Linked DNA regions of Bombyx mori: region 1 is linked to region 2. The links are chromatin contacts, called in public Hi-C maps. All regions are on one chromosome and are shown on one strand. The core of a region is the stretch at or near the end of the contact, and the rest is flanking DNA. Distances in the headings are between cores, read along the strand shown.

Region 1 (6,208 bases), core at 911-3,410, 42 kb before region 2:
TATATTGATTATTTCTGTCCTAAATCCAAACTTTCTTTTTTATGTTACTTTTTAGTAATATATGGCATCTAGACGTTATATAGAAAATCTAAGATTGAATGCCTAATGTATATTATATACATTTATTTATCTATTCTATTTTTAGAACAAATTTTTGGAGTTTACTCCTTATGAATCGATTTCATTCATAGCTCTCTCGTATTTGAATTTGATAGGTGGCAGTAAAACCAAGCGATAACAAAAAAACGTTTTGATATGACACTTAAATAACAAATCATATTGTAATCAATTGGCATGATTATCTAACGTCATATTTATTAATTTTTTAAAAGAAACGACATAAAATAATGACAGGCATTTTTAAAAAACATGTCTTTATTATAAATCTGTAGTAATGTCTAAAATTGAAATTATATTTTAGATCTGTTCAGAGTTATATTAACGGTTTATCGGTTTACCTCACGTGTAACCGTATTCTCGAAAATATTAAATAATAATTAAGAGTCATTTATGTTAACTTTATTAGTCTTAAATTAGTAAGTTAATATTCTGTTAGCGCTATTTAAGCAGAATGTTTCAAAATTTATTAACTCTTAACATAGCGATATATTATTATGTATCTGACAAGATTGCAGCACTTCTAAAGGGTAAACTCCGGTCTCACGTCAGAACTGATACAATGTTTTTCTCAGTATTGTATGTTGGGTACATACATTTTTAATCAATCTACCTATGACATTAACTTATCGTCGTTTTCAAACCAAAATCTGCTATGTGCACTTTTTGAGATTTTTACTTTTTGACCTTTTCGTATGATTCACACCCCTATCTACCGTATAAAAAAACTGTTATGTGTCTGTATCTTTAATATTTATCTATAGCTTTCATTTGATGTAGTTCTTAAAAATTCATACTCATATAAAATTTTATACGAAAATGTTTTACTCGTTAATTCTTGCACATAACAGATTTAGGTTTGACAGCGACATTATGCAAAATGTACATAATTAGTTTCGTGATGCATACAGTTCGCTCTGCATTAATATGATTCAAATTACTTTATAAGAAAAAGTTTCGTAAATGTACATTAAAATCCATCTGTACATCTTAGCTCAGAGCCATTTTTGGACGTTTGTAATTTGAACACTGCTACGCTTACATATTCAATTTAAAGTATCTTATACTCTTAAGCCTATTCTCCATCATGCAAATAATGGAGAGCAGTTATTTAAGCACATACATATTAATAAATTCTATGCCAAATACAATACAAAAAAAAAATACATTTGTAACTTAATATTTGTACAATACAGACTACTTTTGTTCCCGTATGGTTATAATCTGAACTAGCTGCAAATTTTAAACAATTTCCCAAATGTATGGAATAACAAAGTATTTAAATATAAAATCCTTTATAACAAACTATTGTTAAAAAAATGTTTTTTTATTCTATTTCAGAAGCCATAATATATATGAAGACACCGTTAAATCTATTTATTAGTCTACATTCTGTACGTTTATATCACAGCCGTATCTAAGACCACTGAATCGCTCGACTCCAAGAAACTCGACCCCCATCAATGTAGTATAAGTCTATCGATTATCTAAAAAATAATATTTACCGACAAAATAAGACAAATACGCGAACACAACTTAAAATTTCGATAGCATATATTAATACACATTTGGCACCGATTTCATATAAATAAATGAATTAGACTGGAAACAGAGTCGATGTTTTAGATAAGTTAAAAAAATAAAAAGCATTAACAACAATTGTAGGTATTTAGTTTATAACAATTTTTAAATCTTGACTAGACTAACCAAATTGCAAATGTATTTCCATTATATATACCATGTAATTTCACAGGAATGTTCATGGTTCAACACGGAAACCATAAGTAACGTTAATGCAAATCAAACCGTTTATCGATTTTATATAAATAATATGACGCTTCATTCAACGTTATATAACAAAAACTTAACACTAAAACGTAACATTACATAACAATATAAACGCGTTTTCAACGGTACAGGCGGATAACTGCACTAAAAAAAATATTTTAAATTTCCCGCCAATATTCACGTCAAAGTTCTTCGTCACTCGGCAAAGGTAATTGAACCAAACAGTCCAGTGTTCAGAACCTTCGTTTAAGTAGGGCGCCACTCGCGTTCGGCTGGTTCTCGCTTGACGTGATAGTTTAGGCACGGTTGGAAGTTGACGTGGATGGTAACAGGATGCAACGGAGCAGAGAGATGTACCGCGCGAGCGTCTAGTACATCATATGGCCCGAGGTGACGCGCCAAGCATGCGTAGTCTACACTCAGTGGCACGTAATATTTTCCTGTAAGAATATTTTTTATAAGAAAAATTGTATTTCATGTCTCGTTGGTTTAGTGGACAGCGACTATTCTACGGAAAACGTATTAAAATAATTACAAGAATTTAAAATGTGATTCCTTGTGTACTAACTTCCGATCTCGTCTATAACAACGGTAATATCACTGTTCATAAGGTAAATTAAAACTTACTTAATTCTATTTTAGACAAGTTTAAGGAATTATCAAGAGAGTCATTGAGTAAACAGTTACCAGCTCAATTAAAATTTTCCTATATTTCTTTAAATCCGTCATAATAATAAACTTTCACCTTAAAATAACACCCTTAAATTAGACACATATGTTGAAGAAATGTTGGTACACATCGTATAAAACTTGTTTATATTTACACAGGTACCAGTAAGATAATTATTGGAACAATGACATAGACCAGCGGTTATAATAAAAAAAAATTAGAGTATTGTTGCAATTTACGATTGAATAATTACCTAGAGCATTCAATGCGAATACCGGAACGTATTGCGTCGGAGGCGGAGGTTTCTCGTAATGGTGATGATGTGGCGAATCACTAGACGTGTCCTGAATTAAACAGAGATATCGTTAAACTTAATTACAACACAGTCGATTAGTTTTACAGGACCATTTGTTAGTGAATCTACCGGAAAACATTATATGACATATCAAGACTCAGTAGGGTAGCGTCTCGTGATGTTGACAGACGGTGAGCAGTGCCTTGGCTCTGCCCCTGGCATTGCTGAAGTCCATGGGCGACGGTAACCACTCACCATCAGGTGGGCCGTACGCTCGTCTGCCTAAAAGGGCAATAAAAAAAGACACAAAGTGCCTGCAGACACACTAGCGTCTATTGACTCCGGTAGCTCCCCAAGATCAAGATTAAGTTCCTCTTTTCTCACCCGGTAGTACTTAAGTCTTCAGACATACTCTATCTCGTTCTCTCTCAGGCATATATGTATATGTCTGTCTCTTTTTAGTGTCGCGGAATATGTTTTCGGTTACAAAACTAAATCCCGTTTGGTTTACCTGCGGCGATGTGTCCCGGGCTTCTTCGGTGGAGCCGGACGCGGATGTGGAGGTGGAGGGCGCGGGCTTGGCGGCGCGACGGCGCTTGTGTGAGTACACGCGGCCGTGACCGATGCGCACCGCTTGCTCAGCTGCCTGTAACGCAATAATAGACTCTCGGTACAATAGCAATAAATGTGGTTTTAGTGTGCGCACCGGTCGACCTCGATAAGGATATGAGGCTCTGTTTTTGACTGCTCTGCGGTACACCGGTGGTGTCTTATAAAATAAAAGAGTGAACTGTAATACGACAGGTGTAATATTTGGGAGAGTAAAAATCAAGATTTTTGAAGTCGTCGTGGCCTAAAGGATAAGACGTCCGGTGCATTTGTATCTAGCGATGCACCGGTGTTCGAATCCCGCAGGCGGGTACCAATTGTTCTGATGAAATACGTACTTAACAAAATATGTTCACGATCGACTTCCACGGTGAAGGATTAACATCGTGTAATAAAAATCTTAATTTATTATTGAATTACACTTTTATTATTAAATGCCAACAACGGCTCCCCACCGTTCAAACCGAAACGCATTACTGCTTCACGGCAGAAATAGGTAGCATAGTGGTACCTACCCGTGCGGACTCACGAGTAGTCCTACCCCACCAGTAATCACAAGAGGTCCTACCACCAGTAGTCACAAGAAGTCCTACCACCAGTGAATATAAAGTATCTCGCTATTACCATTACCTACATTTACTAAGCTTGATGAAGTACCCGCTTTTAACGTGACAACCGTCACACGCCCCCACAACACACGAGGTGCATCGCTAGATACGAATGCACCGGACTTCTTATCCTTTAGGTCACGACAACTTCAATAATAAACTAAAAATAATTTTCTTCTCTCTGTTAGTCAATCAATCAATCATGTATTTTTTAATGAAAATTAGGAATTAAGTCTCACCTCATCCTGCGATCTCGAAAATCGCCTTTCAATAGAATTCTTGAATTTGTATGAGTGTAGATAGTCTTCTGTGTGTTCCGGCTTCCTGATAGCCCGTAGTGTGGGCTCGCACTTGCGGCGGGGGTCCGCAGTCACCAGCTCCGCGTCCCGACCCTCCCGGGCTGCCTCACCCTCGGCACCAGACACTTGATTCACTGGAACTGAGACCAACATTCCACTTAATACACGACGGTTATCTGGAGTGGTGATTATATCGAAGTCTTTGTCAAGATTATTGTTGTGGCCGCACCGAATTGCCGAGAGCGCCATCTATTGCCTCGAGTAGATGAACGAAATCTAATCGTGGAAGAGCTCTAAGAAATTCGTATTGGGAAGTTCGAGAATGTTCTACTCTATTCCGTGCGGGCCGTAAAAACGCGAACAAGCCTATGCTCTGTATTTCATTCTCACAAAACGTGTTTTAGTGTAAATACAATTTTTATAGCCGGATTTAAACATTGATTGATGATAAAATTTTGTGTACTCTCTGTCTGCATGAAGTTGCAACGCTTGTAACTACTTCATTTTTGAAGAGGATTTTATATTGTATTCGTCGATCGAATGTATAAAATTTACGTTAAGTAAACTTTTTTAATAACAAAATCTAAATCATATCATATGTAGTGTTGTGTGTTTCTTCTTAGAAGTAGAAGCAATCACAGTTACGACTTTTAAAGCACTAAATGGCGCCAAAATTATACGAAGAGTGAAATTACAACCATAGAGCCACAGAGTGTTCTCTATTTGAATTTGAATAAAAAAAAATATATTCAGCTTTCTTAACTATGTAACCAGCCGGTAAGGCTCAGATCTAATGTATAACGTTCATCTATTTATGTTTTAGCAAATTGCGTATATCAACACATATACTGCTGGGAACGCGAGGAGTGAAGTTGTGTGATTTGTTTTATTTTGTCTATTTAGTGTTTCTTCAAGCTTAAATGTGTAATAACGGTGGTTTATTAACTGTTTAATATCTATGAAAGTGCACAAATTTGAGAAAATGAAACAAAGCGGCTGGACGTAACTTCTCGGGATCCTCCAAAAAGTCCACTGAAAAAATCTCAGTAAATGACCACCATTTTACTGAGGTTTTTTTTTATTGCCTAGATGTGTGGACGAGCTCACAGCCCACCTGGTGTTAAGTGGATACTGAAACCCATATACATCTACGACGTAAATGCGCCACACACCTTAAGATATAAGTTCTAAGGTCTCAGTATAGTTACAACGGCTGCCCCACCCTTCTAACCGAAACGCATTACTGCTTCACCGCAGAAATAGGTAGGGCGGTGGTACCCACCCGTGCGGACTAACAAGAGGTCCTACCACCAGTAATTACGCAAATTATAATTTTGCGGGTTTGATTTTTATTACACGATGTTATTCCTTCACCGTGGAAGGCAATCGTGAACATTTGATAAGTACGTATTCCATTAGAAAAATAGGTACCCGCCAGCGGGATTCGAACACCGGTGCATCGCTAAATCCTTATCCTTTGGGCCACGACGACTTCAAAAGTACATAAGACCTGATGTAGAATTTGTTAGTTGTTTTATAACGTGGTAATACTGGCAGTGGATTGACAGTACCTCTATCGCAGTCCATAGAGTAAGGTCCCGGAGGTCGTTCGTCGTAGGGCTCCTGGGTAAAGGTGGGCGGCGCTGGCGGCGGCGCGCTGGCTATAACCTTCACCGCGTACCCGTGGGAGCTGCTGGATGAGCTGGCTGTCTCCGAGGACGAGCCCCCGGGATGTGACCGGCTCTTCTCTCGATGCACCGGTTCGCCTGTTTTAACAAGTTTTTACAATAAATCGATTGAATACAGTAATAATAATAGCTAG
Region 2 (5,473 bases), core at 1,594-4,093:
TGATCGATATTGAATATTACGTTATACAATTTGTAAGATACCTTTATTAACAGAATATTGATCGAAGTTAATCGATATTTAATGACAGAAAATTTTGAGAAATTCAGTGGATTTAAAACCTAAATGAAAATTGAAAAAGTACATAGAGTTCCTTTTTTAAATATTGTATATTATCGGCTACAGGCTGTTAGGATTTATCGATTTTTTAGTAGTGGCTAGGGCCCATTTCCAATAATTCTCGCTCTTGCGCAATTTTACATATTAAGACGTTTAGTTTAAGATTCACAGTTTAAAAAAATCTATTTAATAATTATTCCTACGGAACATTAGATACGATTAAATAGATTATACCGTAGGTAATCTTAGTCTTGCGAGTGACCTACTGTCATTGTCTCTATTTATTTGCCGATTATTATTAGCTTGCTTGAAAATTGGTCGGTAAAAATCTGCAAAAGTACACATTACAGGTATTGGTTTTACAATGGCGATACTCAATATGTCTGTAATAAACGAATCTTTGTCCAGGGCTAAAGACCAAACTATTTTATATTAACGAAGAAAGCTGAAGTTTTTCGAAGAATATTGGGCGGCTTTTGTGGGTAAACCACAGAAATAAATCAAATTTCTCTGGGGTAAGCGGTACTAGGGCGATCTTAATGGTTTTGATATTATTTTACGAACACCAGCGTTCAATTTATAGTCTATTGCATTCGATCTGCCACAGTCCTACAGATTGCCAGATCTCATGAATTGCCGTGGCAGTAGAAGTAGGCTTCGTTTAGTTCTCAAAGTAAGTAATCGACAAAAATGTACGAATTAAGTGGCGATAGCACCTCTTTGAGGACAGCCTCACGTTGCTTTGATCTCAACCTCACGGCTACCCTCCTAAGTATGACGTCATGGTTTCGCCTTTATAATAGACATCGTGTTTGTTAAGACTTTGGATATTTTTTCCCCTACTAATTCGCTAGTAGCATAAGGGGCTATTCCAGTCTGTCGCAGACGGGATTAGCGTTAGGAAGTACATATAATGTACATCAGAGTTTTTATCCGAAAATAAGTACAGGTAATAGGCCCCTAGAATTTAGGGTAGGACGTTAAGTATTTAGGCCAGGATTAGTCGTTATTGCCAGTATTAGGGATATAGGCTATCATACGATAGACCAGTACTGTCGTATAAATTCCTATGAAAGTCCTCTGAATATTTTAAGAAAATCAAAATGGGAAGTAATTTATGTACTGTTTTCTTTTATTAATATAACAAATAAAACAGCATTACAATAGTAAGTACAGTATCTAATTATAGATTTATTTTTATATACATAACTGCACTTATGTACGAACGTAAGTAAACACTTATATTATAATAAAATTATACCTAGTCGCGTCGTATCGTAATTAATAAGAATAATTTATTGCTAGTAAATATTATAACCTAAATAATAATAGCATTGAGTGTTAAATCAAATAAATAGTTACTTTTGCGTTTTAATAACGACTTTATTTTATTGCTTAGATGGGTGGACGAGCTCACGGCCCACCTGATGTTAAGTGATTACTGGAGCTATGGGCTCCACATGGACATCTACAATGTAAATACCGCCAATGAGATTGAGATATTAGTGCTAAGGTTTCACTTTTAACAGTAAGTACCTACAACGCAGAAATAGGCAAGAAGATGGTGGTACCTACCTGTGCGGACTCATAAGACGTCTATCGGTCAATGCTAAAGATGCCATCAAGATTAGTAAACTTGTTTTGGTTAAAGTTTGTGATAAAACTTAAGCATTTTTTTCTATAGATACCTAAGTACTCATTGAAATTAATCACGCAATCTTGAGTTCGAGTGATAGTCAATAAAATTATTCAATGAGTCTCAATTAAATTTGTCACGAAAACTAGGCATAAAAGTTTAATTAAGTACCCAAAAGATAGAAGTGTAATCGATCGTTTGATAGGTATCCTTAATTTGCAATTGAATTACTTATGCCCATTACAAGCATAATAAATAATACAACTAAAACAAAACAAACACTACCACGATACTAAATAAAAAAAAAAATGTTACTACTGTTATAAACTTCCATACGCATGGCTTTCATCTTCGAACAACTCCTCTCAATCAGATATGTCCAGTTTCAAGCAATTAGTTTTGTATTTCAAGGCCTCTGGCACATAATTTTAATATCACCACAACATCTTTAAAATGAATTAATCGAGTATTCCACTTACTTGTCGTATTTAACGGCATGTCCGTTTTCCTCCCAATAATGTCGTGTTTCCATATTCACTTTGTATCACAACAAAAACAAAAAACACTCACTGTTCTATTTTTTTTACAAAATCAACACTCACTTGTTAATTTAATATTCGAAAACTTTATCACATTTCCGCCGAAGCAAATAAAACACTAAAGCAGACACTTAGTTATGTTAAATCTTTGCAATCCATTTTCAATTGATGCGAACAATACGATTATAAATTGTTGTTTTGGTCGTATTCAACTGCATATAGAATAAAGTAGTGCACACGTCATCACAGCGAGCGCTTTGCAGCCATTCTGATGAATTCTGCGCGGCGCGATAGAATGCCGGCCGGTGCGAGTCATGTGACTCCGATCAAAGCGTCAAAATATGACACGGGGCTGTTTAATGAGCACATTATTCAGCCCGTGCTTCGGGATTTTCCTTGAAAACTTTCTGAGGGTCTAACCTAATAGACTTATACGTAATGTCGTATTACTTAGAACGTATGTTCGTACGGTAAGCAGGGCGGGCGACTTATACATACATTTAATACAATGTTTGAGAGCCGCTGTGTTAGGCCACGCTCAGACGCACGTGACCACAACCACTATGACGTGACTCGTGTCGCGCCGTAGCCCGGCTGCCGATCTGTCTCTTATATTATTGTAACCAATTTAAGTTTTCAGGTTACCTTTGTAGTTTGCAAATAATTTATTGCCTATCAAGGTTTTGTTGACGTGATTTTTGGACTTTCAGACCTGGACATGGCTTAAGCTTCAGTAACGCAGCGAGATGAAATGCATTCCGCGTTGTGTATTATTATTGCCTAGTAAAACTTATCCTTGAAGTTCAAGGATAAGTTTAATTAACCTTTCCGCTTCAAGTTGAAGCGGAAAGGTTAATGTAAGGACAATCTGTATAAATTGCGTTTTGATGCGACGACGGTCAGTGGTAAGATGATAAAAAAGATCATCTCAAATAATTTCTTAGAGCATTCCGGAACGTACGGTATGAAGCTCGAAGAAAAGTTTTGCCCTTAGAAATAAGGTGGCACTCTACAAAACTTGCATACACCCCGTTATGACCTATGCAAGCGTAGTGTTTGTTCGCTCACGCGGCCCGCACTAACTTCAAATCATTACAAGTTATTCAATCCCGTTTTTGCAGAATAGCCGTTGGAGCTCCGTGGTACGTCAGAAACGTCGACCTCCATGACGACCTGGACTTAGAGTCCATCAGTAAGTATCTTCAGTCGGCGTCGATGCGCCACATCGATAAAGGCACGACACGAGAACCCTCTCATCGTGGCCGCCGGAAACTACATTCCCGATCCTACGGACCAAATGGTAAACAGTCGTCATCGCCCTAAGCACGTCATTTCGGATCCTCCCAATCCACTAAAGGTGCTTTTAGGTACCTCAAGCATCGGTCATCGTTCTCGTCGAACCCGTCGCTTGTGATGTACGGCTCGACGAGTAAATTAACCCTCAGACACAGCCCACTGAGTTTCTCGCCGGATCTTCTCAGTGGGTCGCGTTTCCGATCCGGTGGTAGATTCTGCGAAGCACTGCTCTTGCTAGGGTCAGTGTTAGCAACTCTCCGGTTTGAGCCCCGTGAGCTCACCTACACACGTTAGGGTGAAGCTGAAATAGCCTCTCAAGGCTATCAGCATAGGAAGGAAAAAAAAAAAAAAAAAAAACGACCGATTTTGCGTCCAGCGAGTGCCCCCACCACCGCGAACGTCGTGCAGATAGACAGTGAATAACGCTGACGTACGTCAGAGCGGTCCTACGTCGTGCGTGCTTGATCGTGTGTAGACTTGCTGTACAGCAAATTTAACATTTAGAGCTTGCTTCGAGAGGAGACTGCACGTCAAAATGGATCGTGAAACACTTTCAAGATTTATTGAAAGATATAAGTTCCACATGTTTGTGGAATGTCTCAAGCGCAGACTATATGAATAAACAAAAAATAATAAACGTATTACAATTTTTTAGGTCCATTTTAGGGGAAGCTGCAAGGATTGATAGCGTGCGTAAAAAATGATATTAATTATTTGAGTATACTCTGCACGTTTAAAAAAATCATCCAAAACCTCTTGCTATTTTTTGCCTCTCTTCTGCTGCTGCAGCTGACAACATCAGCAGGACTCCCATTTTTGGCGTTTTGATAAAACAGCTGGCATTTTAAATAAATTAAAACTCTCTCATTTAATTCGTTCGATTTATACTGTTCGCGCTTGCGGCCTTGAGCTGACGTACAGCCGTGATGGATCGTGAATAAAGCGCTAAATGCATCGTGCATCGTGCATGGCCTTGGCGGGACGTACAGCAAGATGGATCGTGAATAAGGCGCTTTTTTTCTTTGAATTGTCAAAGCACACGTAGGTACTTCCTTTAATTATAAGATACGGGGAATCCCCGCGAGTCAGTATAGACAGTTTTGCCAGTTCAATCGGTCCAAATTTGTAGTTGCGATAAAAATATGAAATGGTTCAAATATTTTTATTATTTATTGTGATATTTTGCCGCCCTCTAAAAAGTGCCGCCTGGGGCGGGCCGCCTCCCCACCACGCTACGTCACTGCGTCGGAGCCCCATGGTTCGTCAGGTACATCGACTGCACGACGACCTGGACCTAGAGTCCATCAGTAAGTATCTCCAGTCGGTATCAATACGCCACTTCGATAATGCGGCACGGCACGAGAATCCTCTCATCGTGGCCGCCAGGAACTACATAGCCAATCTTGCGGATCAAAAGGTAAACAGTCGAAGTCGTCCAAAACACGTCATTTCGGATCCTCCCGATCCACTAACGGTGCCTTTAGGTACCCCAATAAAGAAAGGTCAATTGTTATTTGTCAACAACTTGTTGTTGCTTGAACGACATAAGTTTAAAACATAATAATATAATCCAAACAATACGGTTTTTAATCAATGACACGCTTATTTCCTACTCTCATCGATGTTTACGGCCGTCATGCGAAAAATACTTTAAGCTCCCATATAACGGGCCTAGTTATGCATAGGTACCTATTATAAATTGGGAACGCACATCGCCGGATTTTGGTTTATTATTATTCTATAAATTTTACTTTTTATATCACCTTTTTTTAGTTCCTGTGGCAAGAAATAATCACCAACCACTGCTACCGGATTTCGTAATCAAAACAAATATTTACACAGTCAAGTTAAATTAACAATTTCCGACGCTTTTCTGATATTTTAG

What was found. A called contact is a pair of places that touch in the nucleus more often than the background predicts.
Region 1: a Hi-C map of middle silk gland shows a contact between it and region 2, with 1.8 times the contacts expected there. The contact joins the enhancer-like site here to the promoter of LOC101746519 in region 2. A contact is called at or near these places in 3 of 7 Hi-C or Micro-C datasets (middle silk gland, midgut and whole pupa).

What each region holds. Positions count from the first base shown.
Region 1 is chr22:15,300,618-15,306,825 of ASM3026992v2, reverse strand. LOC101746519 (transcription factor cwo) reads right to left here. Exons shown (of 10, transcript XM_021347011.3): 6 at 5,958-6,152; 7 at 4,327-4,526; 8 at 3,382-3,516; 9 at 2,829-2,919; 10 at 1-2,345. The coding sequence ends at 2,152. Among protein-coding and RNA genes, the nearest start is that of LOC101737053, 24 kb to the left of the region's middle. Within about 2 kb of position 2,160, at least 8 of the 8 cell types and tissues checked have open chromatin away from gene starts, as enhancers often do.
Region 2 is chr22:15,260,431-15,265,903 of ASM3026992v2, reverse strand. LOC101746519 (transcription factor cwo) reads right to left here and starts at 2,843. Exons shown (of 10, transcript XM_021347011.3): 1 at 2,233-2,843. The coding sequence starts at 2,285.